2 separate regions of the Hordeum vulgare genome follow, and region 1 is linked to region 2. Evidence: chromatin contacts called from public Hi-C data. All regions are on one chromosome and are shown on one strand. Each heading gives the region's core, a stretch centred on a gene start, on an enhancer-like site or on the middle of the called end of the contact. The rest is flanking DNA. Distances are from core to core; before and after follow the strand shown. Region 1 holds the start of LOC123452213 (pentatricopeptide repeat-containing protein At3g12770-like). Region 2 has its middle 110 kb from the start of LOC123399089.

The links. Hi-C and Micro-C count contacts between places; a contact is called where the count stands out from the background.
Region 1: a Hi-C map of leaf shows a contact between it and region 2, with 6 times the contacts expected there. The contact joins the promoter of LOC123452213 here to the enhancer-like site in region 2. A contact is called at or near these places in 2 of 6 Hi-C or Micro-C datasets (both in leaf) and 1 of 1 datasets of contacts at active chromatin or transcription factors (embryo).

Annotation. Positions count from the first base shown.
Region 1 is chr5H:470,984,588-470,987,287 of MorexV3_pseudomolecules_assembly, reverse strand. LOC123452213 (pentatricopeptide repeat-containing protein At3g12770-like) reads right to left here and starts at 1,340. Exons shown (of 1, transcript XM_045128823.1): 1 at 1-1,340. The coding sequence starts at 1,340. It overlaps LOC123399101 (transcription factor BIM2-like), which reads right to left. Exons shown (of 11, transcript XM_045093523.1): 3 at 2,208-2,489.
Region 2 is chr5H:470,793,118-470,795,817 of MorexV3_pseudomolecules_assembly, reverse strand. No RefSeq gene overlaps it. Among protein-coding and RNA genes, the nearest start is that of LOC123399089, 110 kb to the right of the region's middle. Within about 2 kb of position 1,332, at least 2 of the 3 cell types and tissues checked have open chromatin away from gene starts, as enhancers often do. A contact at or near this core is called in leaf, where this site is marked.

The sequences.
Region 1 (2,700 bases), core at 91-2,590, 190 kb before region 2:
AGATGGCCGTGCGCCCCATAACCTGAGATCAATGCACTCCAGACTACAACATCCCGCTCTTGGGCATGCATCTGTTCAAAGACTCTGCGTGCATGGGCAATGCTCCCTGACTTAGCGTACATATCAATCAGCGCTGTGTTCACGAGAACATCCTCCCTGCACTCACTGCGGCGTACATAATCCTCCATCCATACTGCAAGCTCGGTGGAGCCGAGCTGAGCACATGCCATGATCACCGACCGCAATGTGACAGAATCAGGGCTCATGCTCCTTGCAAACACCTGCATCTGCTTGAACAAATGCACTGCCTCGCTGGCAAGCCCATTCTTCGAGTAACCAGATATCATGGCATTCCACAGGATCACATTTACCCGTGGGGGCGGGATCCTGTCGAAGAGTGCCCTTGCAGCCACGATGCAGCCAAACTTGGCATACATGGCCGTCAGCGTGGTCACAACATCTTGTTCATCATCAAAGCCACCCTTGACTACCAAGGAATGAGCTGATTGGGCACCTGGCAAGTCATCAAGCTCCATGTACGCCTTGAGGACTGTGACGAGCAGCACAAAATCAGGACGGACATCACAGCACATCATCGCTGCAAACAGCCGCAACGCTTGCAAGGGACTGCCACTTTGCACGAGCCTGGAGATGAGAGAGGTCCAGGAGACAACGTCCCTTTCGCAGTCACGCATTCCATCGAACACACGGCGAGCACGGCCGGCATCCCCGCAGGAAAAGTACATGGGGATGAGTGAATTATGTAGGAATCGCGTGTCTCCGTCAGTCAGACGTAACCCGTGGGCATGGGCTACGCGGCCAGGGACAGACTTGAGCACATCGCCAATGGCAGCAGCCGGCGGGAGGAAGGCCGGGTGGCCCGCACGGAGAGCGAGGTAGTGGCGGAGCGCGAGGGAAGTAAGGCGGAGGCGGAACGCGAGGCGGGAGGCAGCGTGGAGAAGGTGCGGGGGCGGGCGGGGAACGTGGTCGAGCAGATGGTGGGCGAGGGGACGGAGGCACGGGGACGGACGGACGCGGCAGGCAGCGCGCAGCAGCAGGAGCGCAAGCCCCGGCGAGCCGCCGAGGAGGCGGCCAGAGACCAGGAGGTGGGCGTGGAGCTGGTGGACGTGCGACGGCCGCACGCACCGCGCCTCCATCGCCATCAGCTCGCGCCAACTCCTCCGTTTCCACTCTACACGAACACTGCCTCCCCTGAGAGTACAAAAATGGGGGCTTTCTAGCAAAAAACGAAACAGAAGAAGAAAAAAAAAACAGAAACAGAAGCAATCGGGATGGACAAGCCTGCGCGCTCCCGAGAACGAAATTGCTCGTGGGTTATATCGGAATTGCGGTACCTTGCAGCGAGGAGGAGACCTCGCGGCGCGCGGCGAGGCCGTCGTCGTCGTCGAAGCCGGCGCCGCCGCTGGATCTGGAGCCGGAGTCCATGAACCCTCCGCCGCCGCGCCGCTTCCTCTCCACCGGGTGCTTCCTGGACGCGGTGGCCGCCTGCCCGGCGCCGGCGAAGGGGAGCGACCACTGGTGGTGGTTGTGGCCTGCAACTGCAAGGTGGACGACAGAGACAGGGACTCCTTTAGCTCTCGTTCCCGGCCCTTTACCCAACAGCGACACGGAACAAAGCAGAAAAAAAAAAAGTGGCCCACACGCCACTGGGAACGCCCAGGATTTGTGGGGACGGACGGCGTGCGTGTAGCAGCAGAAGGATAGCTATTGGGCCGAAAACCGGCTGTTCACGTGGGGTGCAAGGACAGGCTCATCAGTTGCACGGGCCGTAGGCCCCCTTTCCGACGACCCATTATCCCGGCCCACACAGGGAGGCCCAGCTTGTACCTCGTCCTCTCTGTCGGAAGAAAAAAAAGGAGTGCTGCACGTAGCAAAAGTGCGACTACGGAGGGAAGGGTGTCACGGAGACATGCCAGCGGCTACAGCACACGGTAGGTAGGTAGGTACTGAGCTGTGCGCACTGACGTGGTGAGAGGGGGAAGACGACGTGATCCACGTGCGTGCGTGCCTGCGTGCGCCCGGCACGTCGACGTCGATCGACGACCGGAAAGCAGAGGCCCGGCCCCGGACCCGGAGGCGTAGCAGCATCTACAACCGCTGGCTTTCACCAGAGCTCACGGGCAACGACGGCCGGAGAGAGAGAGAGAGAGAGAGATGATCATCGGCTAAAGGCTACACGTGCTAACCTTGCGCTCTCGGTGGCTGTGATGCCGTGGGCTGGCCCCAGAGCACGAACGGCGGCGGCTCGGGCTTGACGACCACCACCGCGGCGGCGGCGGCGGACGGCTGCGGTCCGGCGGCTCCGGGCGCCTGCTGGCTGACGCTGAACGTGCCGATGCCGCCGGGTAGCGCGTGCTTCGTCGTCGTCGCCTGCTGCTGCTGCTGCTGCTGCCTGTCCGCGCCGGACGGTGCCGACGCCGCCGGCTTCTCCAGCGGCTGCAGGAAGTCGTGCGTCTTCAGAAAGAAACCTGTAGCAATTTTTTTGCTTCTCAGTATTCAGCAGCAATATAACATAACTAAACTCGTCATCAACAAACCAAAAGGAAAAAAATTATTAATAATTCTGCCTTTTTTTTGTGCTAGACTGCTAGTAAGAAGAATGAACCAATTTCGCAGGAAAAAAAAAGAGAACGAACTAACACAAGGGTTGCGCTGGACTAATCATGATTAAGCTCGTGG
Region 2 (2,700 bases), core at 83-2,582:
CCTACGGGCACCCCAAATGGCTCGGAGTGACACTCCAAATTTGATGAACTCATTAGTAGATAATGCTTCATACAAATCAAAATCCAATCTTTTCCGAAGACAGTGCCCATGTGCTCTGCGACATTGGGCAATCCAGAAGGGCATGCCTCCAAGTATCCTGAGCTCCACAAAGATGACATGCTGGAGCCGTTGCCATATTCCGTCGATGCGGTAACTCCCCTGCAGGCATAGAGTGCCTCGCCAAACGCTAGAGGAACACCTTAACCTTCGACAGGACCTGCAGCTTCCACAAAGTTTCCAATCTTTCCCCTCAGCCTCACTATTTGATGGTTCGTCCCGGCCTTCTAGCCAATTCTCGTGATTCAGTTTTGTGCGAACCAGCATGCGATATGCGAAACTCACCGTGAAGATTCCACGAGGGTCCTCGCTCCACGTCCAAAAGTTGTCAATCCTCCGTGTGCATAATGGAATTCTAAGAATCGCTTCAGGCATCGAAAGGTATGAAGACAAAACGTACTAGCTCTTCTCGCCAAGATGCAGTAGTTGTCTCGATGAGCTCTGAAACGCAAGGCAATACATAGTCGTGGCCAAACTCGTGTAGCAATCATTTTCTTTTGCCATTTTCTTTAGCGATGGGCAGCATGGCGGGCCACACGAGCAGCCCACATGAGAAACATAAGGAAGTAACGATCCATGGTGCATTCTTTACTTCTTTTTAACAGTCCATGGCGATTTCTTTACTTGTTTTTAACAGTTTTGTGTCAGTTTCTTCGGGGTTTCTTCGGTTTTTCTATGCTTTTTTTCTTTTTTTCCTATAGTTTTCTTCTGATTCATTCTTCAGATTTTTCTTTTTCTTTTTCCTTTTTTCCTACAGTTTTCTTCTGTTTCATTCGTTAGTTTAGCACTTTCTATTGCTTTCATGCACATGATAAAATATTTATACCCGTTTAACATTTTTCAACTATATGTTTTGATGTCTATTTGTTCATACACATTGTACATTTTCGGTATACATATAAAACACTATTTTATACATGTTTAATATTCTTTTAAATACTTGCATTTTGAATTACATCAACAAAAAATCTACATCGTGTTTCCATTTTTAAGTTTTTCAATTAAAATTGAGTGAATGTATAAATTTTGGAATATATGTACTTAATGTTTTTCCTAAAATATAGGGAAAGTAAATGAATTAATAAACAAATAAAATCGAACTAACCAGCAGGAAGCTAATTTGGCGCTGTAGGCGAGTGCTAGCTCGGTCTCAGGCAAGGCCATATAAAGCCGTACCTACAATTATATAGCAACCATATTTTGTTTGCCATTGGCAGCAAGGCCGGCCATACGAGCGGCCCATTCGAGAAACATAAAGAAGTATTGGTCCATGGTGCATGGCCTTACTTTTGTTCTTTTCCCCTCTTCCATTAAGCACTGTGTGTTATTTTTTAGGGGAGTTATAAGGACTGCTGTATTTCCCAAGTAAAACTAAACATGACTCTAAAAAAAGAAAAATCACACTACTCTCTCTATTGAAAAAAGCGTAAAATTATACACGGTTAACATTTTTCAAATATATGTTTTGATGTCTATTTTTTCTTACACATTGTATATTTTTGGTAACATATAAAACACTATTTTATACAGGTTTAACATTCTTTTAAATAGTTGTATTTGCACTTTTTTTTTACATGTCAAACATTTATTAATGCATGTTGAGACATTTTTCCATTCTCCTTTTTCCGTTTTACAATTAAAATTGAGTAAATGTATAATTTTTGGAATGTATGTACTTAATGTTTTTTCTAAAATATGGGGGAAATATATAAATTAATAAACAAATAAAATTCTGCTAAAAATAAATAAAATTAAACTAGCCTGCAGGAAGCTAATTTGGCGCTGTAGGCGAGTGCTAGCTCTGTCTCATGCAAGGCGATACAAAGCCGTGCCCACACTTGTGTATCAACGATTTTTTATTTATTTTTTGCCATGGGCAGCAAGGCCGGCCATACTAGCGGCCCATTTGAGAACATAAAGAAGTGATGGTCCGTGGAAAACAACTAGTTAGCGAGCGTTCCCTCGGGAACCTTCCAGCGATTGCTCCAGCGCGTCGTCACTTGGCGCGTTGTCACGTTTCGCGCTTTGAGCGGTTTTTTTTGGATTTTGTTTTTTTGCACGTGTTTTCACCCTTTTTGAGTGTTTTTTTGCTATTTTTTTTGGTGTTATGGTTTTCACCGGTGTTTCGTAACATTTGGACGAAAAAAATCAATTTTTTTGTGAAAGACGTGTTTTTTACGCGAAAAAATTCATTTCTTTTCTTACGAAAGACACAGTTTTGCTTCCGCACGGAAAAAACGCGTTTTCATTTTTGTACGAGAGGCACGGTTTTGCTTCCGCGAAATACACGATTTTGCCTTCGCGAGAGGCACGCCCGTGCCTCTCCCGAAAGGGGGAAAACGTGTTTTCTGTTTTTTTTTTGCGAGAGGCACGGTTTTGCTTCTGCGAAAGACACGGTTTTGCCTTTGTGAGATGCACGTCCGTGTCTCTTCCGAAAAGGGGGAAAACATGTTTTCTGCTCTCTCTTTTTTTCCGCGAGAGACATGATTTTGCTTCTGCGAGAGGCACGATTTTGCCTTCGCGAGAGGCACGACTCGAAAAGGAAAAAACCATGTGTTTTTTTCTATCGCGTGAGCCATGGTT